Regions from separate parts of the Mus musculus genome. Here all the other regions are linked to region 2. A link is a contact called in public Hi-C and promoter capture Hi-C data. All regions are on one chromosome and are shown on one strand. The core of a region is the stretch at or near the end of the contact, and the rest is flanking DNA. Distances in the headings are between cores, read along the strand shown.

What was found. Promoter capture Hi-C pulls out the DNA fragments that hold promoters and counts their contacts. A called contact is a pair of places that touch in the nucleus more often than the background predicts.
Region 1: a contact with region 2 is called in a promoter capture Hi-C map of liver, with 5 times the contacts expected there. The contact joins the promoter of Tbc1d10a here to the promoter of Nudcd3 in region 2. A contact is called at or near these places in 3 of 39 promoter capture datasets (embryonic stem cells, liver and pre-B cells).
Region 3: a Hi-C map of CD8 T cells shows a contact between it and region 2, with 7 times the contacts expected there. The contact joins the promoter of Mtfp1 here to the promoter of Nudcd3 in region 2. A contact is called at or near these places in 1 of 39 promoter capture datasets (pre-B cells), 1 of 484 Hi-C or Micro-C datasets (CD8 T cells), 1 of 115 datasets of contacts at active chromatin or transcription factors (astrocytes) and 1 of 9 other capture datasets (liver).

What each region holds. Positions count from the first base shown.
Region 1 is chr11:4,185,009-4,188,889 of GRCm38.p6, forward strand. Tbc1d10a (TBC1 domain family, member 10a) reads left to right here and starts at 1,825. Exons shown (of 9, transcript NM_134023.1): 1 at 1,825-2,091. The coding sequence starts at 1,883.
Region 2 is chr11:6,198,308-6,202,100 of GRCm38.p6, forward strand. Nudcd3 (NudC domain containing 3) reads right to left here and starts at 2,144. Exons shown (of 6, transcript NM_173748.5): 1 at 1,636-2,144. The coding sequence starts at 1,827.
Region 3 is chr11:4,093,157-4,096,895 of GRCm38.p6, forward strand. It overlaps Mtfp1 (mitochondrial fission process 1), which reads right to left and starts at 2,275. Exons shown (of 4, transcript NM_026443.4): 1 at 2,060-2,275; 2 at 1,233-1,360; 3 at 645-877. The coding sequence starts at 2,126. It overlaps Gm51935 (a long non-coding RNA gene), which reads left to right. Exons shown (of 3, transcript XR_003949843.1): 3 at 1,498-1,586.

The sequences.
Region 1 (3,881 bases), core at 575-3,074, 2.0 Mb before region 2:
ATTGGGCAAGTATAAAAGTACTAAAAGACATGTACTAAAAGTGCATTTTCCCCCAAAGAAACTCCTATTCGGTAAAGGTCATTTCCAGTCCTCCCTCACTCTCTGGTAACCATTATTCTTTGTACCTACAGATTTGCTGCTTCTAGATATTCCAGTATCTATGATTATTAATGATTTTGTGTGTTCAGTTTTTGTTTGTTTCTTTGTTTAAGACAGGGTCTTGTCTTGCTTACCCTTTCTTTTTTGCTTTCAAGATATATCTACATTGCATACTTATTAGTGCTTTATTCTTTTCATGGCTGAATTATGTCCATTGTATGGACATACCACATTTATACACTCTTAATTGGTGAAAGTCATTTGAATATTTTTTCTTTTTCTTTTCTTTTTCTCTCTATTTGACCAGGTAGCATTATTTTCATTTTTCTTCGGTAGAATTTCCTAGGAGGAGGATGCAATGTTTGCACAACTCTGTACGGATGCTAAAGAACCATGGGACTGTACCTTTTTTTTTTTTTTTTTTTTTCGAGACAGGGTTTCTCTGTGTAGTCCTGGCTGCCCTGGAACTCACTTTGTAGACCAGGCTGGCCTCAAACTCAGAAATCTGCCTGCCTCTGCCTCCCGAGTGCTGGGATAAAAACCACCACGCCCAGCTTTGTACTTTTTTTTTTTTTTTTTTTTTTGAGATAGGATTTTTATTTGTAGCCCAGTCAGTCTGTCCGGAACTTGTAAACTGTTTTAGCCTACAGAGTACAGGCATCTGTTATCATGCCTAATTTATCTTTAATTTTTATGTATTTGTGCATGTGTAGGTGTGTCGGTGGGGTGATGGAATTTAAATATAGGAAGTATGTATATACCTTAAATAGATGGAAGTGGTGGTATGCTAACCATATTTCAATAAAACTATTGGGGAGTCAGGCAGGATAGCCCACATCTGTAATCCCAGCACTTGGGAGACAGGGAGGGCCCTAGACTACATAGTAAAGTCAAAGCCACTTTGGAGACCCTATCTCAAAGAAAAACAATACAAATCAACCCTCACCAGAAAGGTGTTGGGAAGAAAAAGGTAGAGCTTAGGTCTGATATATATATATGTGTGTGTGTGTGTGTGTGTGTGTGTGTGTGTATGTGTATATATATATATATATATATATATATATATATATAATTTGGTTTTGGGTTTTGGTTTTTCGAGACAGTGTTTCTCTGTGTAGCCCTGGCTGTCCTGGAACTAACTCTGCAGACCAGGCTGGCCTCGAACTCAGAAATTCGCCTGCCTCTGCCTCCCAAGTGCTGAGATTAAATTAAAGGCGTGAGCCATCTTGCCCGGCTGTTCTGTATTATTCTTATAGGGTCTCCCACGAGCTAATTTGCATCCCCCTAAGCAGAACAGCCAGGTGGTTCAGATCCCTAAGCCCACTTGCGTCTCATCACTGTTCTTGAAAATGACCTGGCGAAGTAGCGCTACCCACGACCCTGTTTCCCATGGAGGCAGAGACCTTAGGACCTCTAGGGAAGCCCTAGACCTTCTGCCAGAGAGCAGCAGCAGGTGACACACCAGCTCCGGGCCAACCCGGAAAAGCCAGACGAGCTAGTCCAGGTGAGTTTTTGTGATTGGCAGCCAGGGAAGGCGGGCCCTTGGTGACGGTTGTCCCGCCCCCTCACGTCGGTCCACTTGGCGCCAGGCTGGAGGAGGGGCGAGGCTCGGGACCCTCGGCACCCATTGGGCGCGTGGTGGGAGCTCCCTGGGTATCCGCCCCCAGCTTTGTGGCAGCCAATGGGCACAGTGCGTGGGAGGGGCGTCGGCAGCGTCGGCGGAGGCCGGGCGGCTCAGGCGGCTGAGGTGGCCGCTGGCGCTCTGGTGGCGGGCGCGGCCGATATGGCGAAAAGCAGCAGAGAGAATGGGCCGCGCGAGCCCGCAGCAGGCGGGAGCCTGTCTGGGACCCGGGAAAGCCTGGCCCAGGGCCCCGACGCCGCCACCGCCGACGAGCTGAGCTCGCTCGGCTCCGACTCGGAGGCCAACGGCTTCGCCGAGCGCCGCATCGACAAGTTCGGATTCATCGTGGGTTCGCAGGGCGCCGAGGGCGCGTGAGTAGCTCTGGGGTCTGGGCCGGGCGCGGGACCAGCACAGGCGTGGGCCTGACCCACCAACGTGTCTCCACTGTCCCAACCCCACAGATACGCCGCAAGCGGCAGCCTACTTTCTACCTACGAACAGAAAGGCCATTCCCTTCCTCCTGGTCTTCCCCAAACCGACTGATCCATACCCTCCAAGGAGAGTATCCCCGATGGGGGTTTCCCATCTCCAGCTCATAATCTCGCAGGTTACTCTGGCCTTAAAGCTTTGCCACCCCCTGACACGCGCACAGATGGCTGCCCCATACTTTGCCCACAGCTATTCTCCATCTCCCCCTACCCCACAGAATCCTTGTCTCGCCACCTCAGTATCGGCACCCCAGGAAATCTTAAGACTTCAGGACTCCGAGCTATTCCAGGTCGCGCTAACCCTTACCTCCAGACACATATCTCAGAAGGATTGACACTGGCCAGCCCCCTCCCAGAGGGTCCCATCTTGACTCCCAGTTTCTTTTCATCATGGAAAGGTCTCTCCTCATTACACACCCTCTGCCAAAAGGCAGCTTTGTCCATTGTCACAGGCAACAGGTGGGCCGACACTCCTTCCCAGTAGTTATAGGGCACCTCAACTCTAGGACTCCCCTGTCAGCTTCATCACAGGGGAGCCAGCCAGTAGACTCCCAGGCTGCCGTGTTTATGTCCTTCCTTCCCAAATCCAGATCTAGGACTGGAGAAGGAGGGAGACAGCACCCCACCCTTGAGCTACCAGGTACCCAGCTTTCCATTAGAGAAAGCTGAGGCAGGAGTAACACCTTCCCTCCAAGCTGAGCATGTTGGGCTACAGATTTGTACACAGCAGAACCCCTAGAAGCCCGCCCTCCCAGAGACTGCGGATGCGATCTGGTGGTCTCTTCAGGAAGATGGCCTCTAGATCCTGCTTTCATTCCACTTGTCTTGTGATAGGAGACTAGCGCCATACCCAGAACTGACAAGCCTCCCTGTCATAGTGTACCTCCCAGTTTATAGAGCCTCACAGGCACCATGGAAGCCCTACGCCAGTATATATTCTCCCTCTCCTCTGACTGATTGTGACTGCCCAGGATGTCCCCAGCTGTTCTTGGGACTTACAGAAGTGCTTGATTATCTTAAGAACCCACTCCATGAAGCTGTCCCATATAAATGTCACTTCCACCATATCACCCTCCCTCCCCAAGAGTCTCTTATTCACGAGGCCTCCTCCTCCTTAGAAGGAGAAAATTTTAAATCCAGGCCTCTGACCTATGTTTCCTCCCACCCACTGGATCTGTCTCTTCCAACCTTTCTTTCTTGCTCACATTAGACTAAGCCTGGTCCAGTTCAGAACCAGGAGAAGCCCTCATTCTCACCTTTCACCCTGTATGAGCTTGTGGGAACCTAGAGAGAGGGTTTAGGCTGTGTTTCAGTTGGGGCAAGATCATCAGGGACCCTTCCTGGGCCCTTCCTCAGGGATCAGGGGCCCAGGAAGGGTGAGGTCTTGAGGGGGTGGGAAAGGAATTCTCAGTTTTATCTGTGGGGTCTTGGACGTAACAGTCACGTTTGCTGGTAAATTCTAAAGCATGAGAACTCTTCTGTGGTTATTGGATTTTTACCCAGATTTCAGGGTGCAGGGCGATATGATAGAGTGAGGAAGGGCCAGATTTAGGGATCCTACCTGCTGGCTGTGTGACCTTGGGTAGATCTTGAGTCCCTAGCCTGTTTAGTCAAGGGAAAAAGTAGTGTGTATACCCATTGCTGCTGAGGAACATGAAACCGGATATATGGAA
Region 2 (3,793 bases), core at 894-3,393:
CTTTCCTCCTTTCATAACCAAAACAAAAGTTCTCACCATACTATGGAGTGGCTAAATGACAAAAAGGGCAAAAAGATTTGGAATTAGAAAACTGAAGTCCTGAGTTGCAGGAAACAGAGTGAAGTTCTTGTTGTCATCTAACCTTGTTGAACTACTACGTCAGATTCAGAGAGCATGGCGATCAGGTGGCAAGACTTCATTATAAAGAAACACAAGGTGCCACCTCTCACCCTCTCCAATTACTCAACCAGCAGCACTTGGGCCACTGATAAGGATGAGCTACCCCAGGGACTCATCGGTTTCCATTCTGAAACTGAAACTCAGTAGCAAACCTTCCCACTGATCACCTCATGGTCATTATGTTAAGAGTTACTAGAACATTCTAAGCTTTGGCTTCTTCCACTGAGAGGAACTGAAGAAAGTAACCCCTGACAAGCCCACAGAACAGATTAAGATGGAAGGTAAGCCAGGTGGTGGCAATTCGAGTCTTTAATCCTAGGCAGATATCTGAGGTTGATGCCAGAGTGAGTTCCAGGACTTCAGAGCTACACAGGAAAGCCCTGTCTGGGGCTGATGCAGGGGTCAACAAACAGCAAAGGTGACATGAAGCACTTTATAGGTTTGTGAATCAGACTCTACACGCCCCTCAAAACCTACTTCAACGTCTCCTACAAAACTGTCTCAATTTCCTAACTACCACTTCTATCACTTCCTTCCAAAGAGCTCTACCACACAGAGAACTAGCAGAGCTCTCTATTAGTGTCTGTGCTTTACTCTCTGTACAGTGTCAAAAGTAGACAGACCATTATTTAAATATCCATACCATCAGAGTCTATACCGCAGCTGAGAGTGTTAAATATATTCATTAAATGTTTGCTTATTACTAACTCAACAATGTCAACAATCCCAGCGCGGGAGCGTCGGGAAGGAGGACCATAAGTTCGAAGCCATCCTGATCTACCTGGCAAGTTCCAAGTCAACCAGGGCTACACAGCAAGATCTTGTCTCGAAAGAAAACAGTTTTTAAAAAGGTGTCCAAACAACTTGAGTCAGTCATTAGTAACGCTTCAAAAACAATAAATATAACCTAGGACATATAAATTTTAATCCAAATGTAAATTTCGTAAACATTACAATTGTCCACCAACTTAGTAAGTCACTGGCAAGAGGCCACACCCACCAATCAATACATACCAGTCATTCCTGCCACCTCCGAGCCCGGGAATTCTGAAATCTACTAGTTTCTCCCGCTGTGAAAGTCCTCCTCCTACAGCCTGCACGGTTTGAACCCTGCCTAACAAGCCCCTTGCACCGTTCTGGGGATGCCCACAGGGCGCTGGGAGGCCCTCAAACCCAGGCTGACAGGTCCAACACCTAAGCATCTCCCGCACAAACCCAGCCTGTACCCAAAGAAGCGCATTCCTGCCAACGGATCCGTGGGTCAGATAACGCCTGGCCATTTACTCAAATCACCTGGTGGCACCCCAGAGAGAATCACAAACCCTGAAGGGTGGGCTACGGAGTGGCGCAGTTCCCAGACGTAGGACGCGAGCCGGGGCACCTCTGGCGCTGGGAGGTGGAACTGGGGTAAGGACCTGCTGGACCCCAACGGCCCGCCGCCTCTCTCCACCTCACCTGCAGCACCAGGGCCTGTGCGGCCCCGGGCGGGAAGCCCATGCGGTCCGAAGGGTGGCGCAGCAGGCGGTAGAAGTCGGTCTTGCGGTAGAGAAAGCCGAAGAGCACGCGCAGAAAGTCCTGGACATTGCCCACGTGCTGCAGGATGCCCAACAGGGCCTGGTCATAAAGCTCAGCAGCCCCGGGCTCCATGGCTCTGCTGCCCGAGGGACGCGAACACAGTGGGCACCGCCTCACACCGGCTGATTGGCCACTTCCGGCGTGCGCGCCTAACGGCTCCCCCCGGACAGCGAAGACGCGGAACTTCCGGTCCGCGCTTGTTACTACCGGCGGTAACCGATCGTCGTTCTTGCGGCTCTGCTGGATCTCCTCCGCCGCGACACTTGCCTAAAGGAGATTGGTATGCGCTCAGTACGGTTCCTACATGCAAGAATAACCATGGTCACGATGCGGAGAGCGCTTGCCAACCATGTTTGAAGAGGGCGGAAGCATTGTGGTGACGGCCACTTGACGTAGTCCCTGGAGGTGTCACGTGGTCTGGGAGCCTTTCTTCTTTCTGGATTGAATTCCTGCGTAGGTGTCTGGTGCGCCTTCTTATAATACCACATTTTGTTTGTTAGCGGAGGGAACGGAAAAGGAATATTGTAGAATTGTATGGAATTCCTATTAACAGAGCTATGAGTGAAACTCAGAAGGTTGCACCAGATTTCAAGGTGACTTGAAAGGACAAGAAAAGTGTGAAAAGCTCAGTGAAGGAAAAAAAGAAGTATGATACTGTAAATATGTGTGTGTGCATCCGTATGTATAGCATGTGTGTATACACGTGCCGTTACTAATACGTGCATATAGACATTTTAAGAAAACGTTTATGTAAGGTTGACACACAATCAATCTGTGGTTTATACCTGTAATCCCCGCATCCAAATCATGGCCAACCTGGGCTATAGAGTCAAACCCAGTCTCAGAAGAGGGTTGGGGGGAGACGAAAGACAGACAGATTAGGAACATATGCTAGGTCACAAACCGAAGACAAATGGCTGAGATGCCTAATAAAATATCAAAGCAGACTCTGGCCACCAGTCTCCCTCAGTACCTTCTGGTACAGGATCCTTCTGGCTGGCATACTAATCCTGACCTCTACCCTAAACTTCTCCAGTCCAGAGTCTGAGCTGGCCTTTTCCTCCCCAAGCTTCTCTGATTCCTATGTAACCCAGCCATTTTGGTTATGAGGTCCTTTTTACCCTTTGGCCTCTTGGTCTCCTGGCCTCTTGACTCCAGGTCTCTTCTACCCTCTCCCCTAACCCTTCTCACATGGCCCAGCTCATTCTACAGCCACTTCCACCCTGAATTCTCCCAGATGCCTCTGCTTCTGGCTGTCTGCTCCCTCCTGTCTACAATAAACCTCCTCCACCATACCTAGAAGCCATCATGTCCTCCTTTTTGTTTTTTTTTCATTCAATGTAGCTAAATTGGTAAAGTGTGTGACTAATGTGTCCTGAGTGTTGTATAAACTGTGTAGTAACCCACATGTGTGACTAATGTGTCCTGAATGTTGTATAAACTGTGTAGTAACCCATACCTGTAAACCTAGCACTGGGAAGGTGGCGACAGAACCAGAAATGTTTATTCATCCACATAGCCAGTTCAAGACCAACTTGGGCTCTGCAAGGAGATCCTGACCGGAAAAAAAACAACAACAACAACAAAAAAGATTTTAATGAATTTCATCTCTACTAGACTAACTAACATCTACAAATTAACTTTTTTAAAAGACATTGTCTTACTCTGCAGCCTTGGCTGCCCTGGAACTCGCTGTATAGACCAAACTGTCCTCAAATTCACAGAAATATGCCTGTTTCTGCCTGCCAAGTGCAGAAGTAAAGATATATGCCACCACACAGAGCAAAATACTGATTTTACTTTTGTTTTCTTGTAGTTCTAGGAGACAAACTCAGGGTCTTGAACATGTTAGGAAAATGCTTTTCCAGTAAGAGACATTCCAGGCTTAACAAATAACTTAATAGTGTTGGGCCTTAGCAAATTTTAAGTAAAGCCATACAGATAAATTGATGTAAATTTTTTCAACTTAGAATTTATGATCGTGCTCTTGGAAGGCAGAGGCAGGCGGATTTCTGAGTTCGAGGCCAGCCTAATCTAC
Region 3 (3,739 bases), core at 1,025-3,524, 2.1 Mb before region 2:
GTCTGGTCCTACCTCTAGTGCTAAAAGCAAGCACACAACACAGGGTTGGCTACTCAGAAGGACAACTGCTCATACATGGGCCCCTCATCTGAGGGAGCCAATGAGAATCTTCCTTGGCATCTTGGCTATCACTACGGAGAAGTTTTAATGGGGTGTAAGATGTTGTAAGGGACAGGACACCATGAGTCACTGGGACATGGCAGGAGAGTGAAACCCACAAGGACGGGACGGGGAGAGATGCTGAAGGATGGATGAAGGTTGGGAAGATGAAGGATGCTGTGTGGCAGTAGCGCTCAGATGCTTGGATCCAGCCGTGCGGAAAACATCCTAAGACTTTTATTTTGTATTTACCTTGCAAACTAAGTTTGACTCATGCCGATATCAGCTCCCTTCAATCCAGCACTCCTGGCTAACTCTGGCTATTTTGCAGCACTGGTCTTTATTTCTGTGAATTTACTTGACCTTTGTCCAGTACCCATAAGGCACTCTGCTTCCTTTTCTGCCGCTCTGCCGCTCTAGCTGATAAGAGCACAGATGGCCTCTCTACTTCAACCCTGCCTCTGCTGCCCCGGTTTTGTGCCCACAGTTCACAGCCTAACTCTACCTGCAGAGTGACTGGTCCCTGAGACCAGAAAGGCCCCTACCTGTCGATGGGGTGGATTATGACGGGGATGGCCAGCAGTCCAAGTGTGGTGGTGGTCCATTTGCGGACAGTCGGGGGCCAGTGGGTCATAGTACCCAAGACATAGAGAGAGGCAGCACACAGACGGTTGATGGTGAAGCCTGGGATAGCCACAGAGGCCAGAGACTGCCACACAAAGGTGTCGACCACAGCCAGGGCCATTCTGGTGTTGCGGCCTGCTTCAGGGCTTGGCACCTGAAAGGTACAAAGACATTTAGCCCAGCTGGGGCAGAGGTAGGAAACCTATAGACAGAAGCATGCCGGTGGACCAAGGAGGAAGAACATGCGGAGGTAGTAGGGTAGAAGGCAGCTGGGTGGAGGACTGGGCTGTACTACATTCAGGGTTGGGGGTGATTTGCCCACATCCAGGAGAGGTACCAACTGTCACCTCCTACCCAAATGGTTTGGTCGGGTGGGGATGAACAATCCTACAAACAAGATTAGCTTATGGACTGCACTATGAGACGCTAACGGGGATAGGGCTGTCCCCACTGCAAGACTGCATACCACCCACACTAGGATGGGTTGGAAAGGGTTAATTAACACTCACCTCTCCTGCCTTCTTGCCTTTGTCTATGGCATCGGCCAGGACATAGGAGCTGGACACACCATAGCTCAACCACACCACAGCTGCAGGAACCAGCGAGCGGAAAGCCTCCCCCACCTCATTGGCGTAGCCTGGAGGGAAAAGGCATTTAACTCTCTGGCCCTTTCCACAAGGGGGCGCTACACAGAAAGCTGCTTCTAACCCTAACCTCTTAAACTACAGTGCGGCAGGTGACCTCAGTCAAGTAACTTTACCTTTTGGTTTCTAGGCCCGCGGACTGACACCGACAATGAAGTTCATGGCTCACTGATCAAAGTCCCCAGCCGTGGTTCTGGGGATCTGCACCAGGGAGGCGACCGGAGGCCACCGAATCACTGAGGGTGGGCTCCACTGACCAGTATCAAGTGCCAGGTCTTTTAAGGCCTTACCTCAGCCCGCTCTTACAGTCAGCACCCGACAGGAGTGCCTCGCATTCAGCCCTTTTTACAGAAGAGAAAACTGAAGCTTAGGAAGAGCCTGGGAAAGGCAGACTTGCTAGGAGTCCAGATCCTCTGACGCCATGGCTAGTGCACGGTCATGGCAGAGGGCAACCCACACACTCGGTTTGTGCCTCCAGAAGAGCCCCGTGGACAGATCTGAACCAACAGGGTTGTGTGACCTTGGACAAGTCCCTAGCCTTCTCCTGAGCCCTGTCTCCAGGCCAAGCCGAATAAGAACTAAGCCCCTTTTCAGACTCCAGATCGGCAACCCGGTCCATTGCTTCCCCCCCCCCCCCGCCCCCAGCCCCTCCGGAGTGGTGGGGTCGCTGCGTCTGTCACTCCCACGCTCACCCAGGTAGCGCACCCACGTGTCCCGGTAGAGGTCGCGCTCGGCGCCCTGCCGCTGCTGCTCCGACATGACTTCCCCGGCAAGGTTGGAGTCGCTGCAGATTAGAGTCTCACCACAACTGTGTCTCCACTAGCACTTGGCTAACACCAGGCAAGAACCCGCCAGTAGTCCGAGGCTGAAGGACGGGTCCCGCTATCGCTAACGCCACTGCAGGGAGTGTCTGAAAATTGCCTTATACAACATCCAAGCCCCTCTCCTAGGCTTGGGTTTTGCAGACAGATGGTCTTGTTTTCTCTGAGCAGTTAATGCAAAACTCTCCCAGACATGACTAGTTTTTGGAGTTAAATAGGTCAGAGTTCCAATCGGAGAATGGAATCTTCTTAGGTGTGCGGCTTCTAGGAAAGGTGTATTTCTCTGAGCCGCGGTTCGTGTGTAAATGGGAGGCGTGCCAACATTCACTGCCTTAGACAGTCGCAAGGACTAATTAATTATAACAGTCATCATGTGTCCAGTAGACTCAAGTTTGCTTCCTTAAGCTCTGGCACTAGCGTAGGGTCCTACTTTACAGTAGGGAAATAGAGACACAAAGAGGACAGCCACTCTCCTGACTCATGCAACTGTTAAAATGGAAAAGGGAGCTAGGGAGTTATTACAAGGGGCAAAAGCACTCTGAATCCTCTGGGATTTCAGAGGGGCAATGCTATGGCCCCTAGAGACAAATCCTACTTGGGCCGCCTAGTAGATGTAAGCCACTTACACACACACACACACACACACCGCCCCTCCCCCCACTCCCCACCCCGGTCCCAACGACCACGTCTGTAAAGCAAAATGGGTGAGAATGGAGAGATGGCTCAGTGGTTAAGAGCGCTTACAGCTCTTCCAGAGGGCCGGAGTTCCAGTCCCAGCATCTACACGGGTGTCTCACAGCCATCTGTAACTCCATCTCGGGGGAATCTGACACTTCTGGTTTCCACAGGCAGCACCCACCTCCCCCAAACACACACACCTATACATTCACACATGAGACACACAGATAAATTCAAATAAATATGGCCTTAAATCTCTTATAAGCCAGGCATGGTGTTGCATGCTTTCATCTCAGAATGTAGGAGGCAGAAACAGGTAGTATTATGTGCGTTCGAGACCAGCCCTGTCTACACAGGGAGTTTCAGGCCTGGTTGGAGGCTACACAGTACAAAAAATATCCAGCTAGGTAAGAACAGGGTCTTATCTAGCTTTGCACAGTTCTTTTAGCTTTTTTAGATCCGAAAGGTGTATACCGACTCCCTTCGGAAGCCAGTGTTTTCAGCCCGTGTCTTCTTGAAACTTGTGGGTCACCGGGGACTGAGCCCGGCGCGGGTGGGAAGGTAGAGTGCTGGAGCGGAATTAGGAGACGGTCCCTAAAGCCACGTGACGCTAACCCTCGGCCTCCCTCCCATTTAGTACCCGCTGCGCCGGTCACCGCGGGAGAACCGCCCAACCCGTCTGGAACCACCGAATGGGGCGGGGCCTCCGCCCTCACCGTGAAGGCTCTCGGGAGCATCCGAATGCCTTGAACAAAGATGGCGGACGACGCTCACCGGCTGAACCAATCGGAAGGCAACTTGTTAGGACTTCGGAGAACGTTGTCGCGAGAGGAGAGGAAAGGGACGTTACTGTCTCTCTGTGCGTGCCTGTGT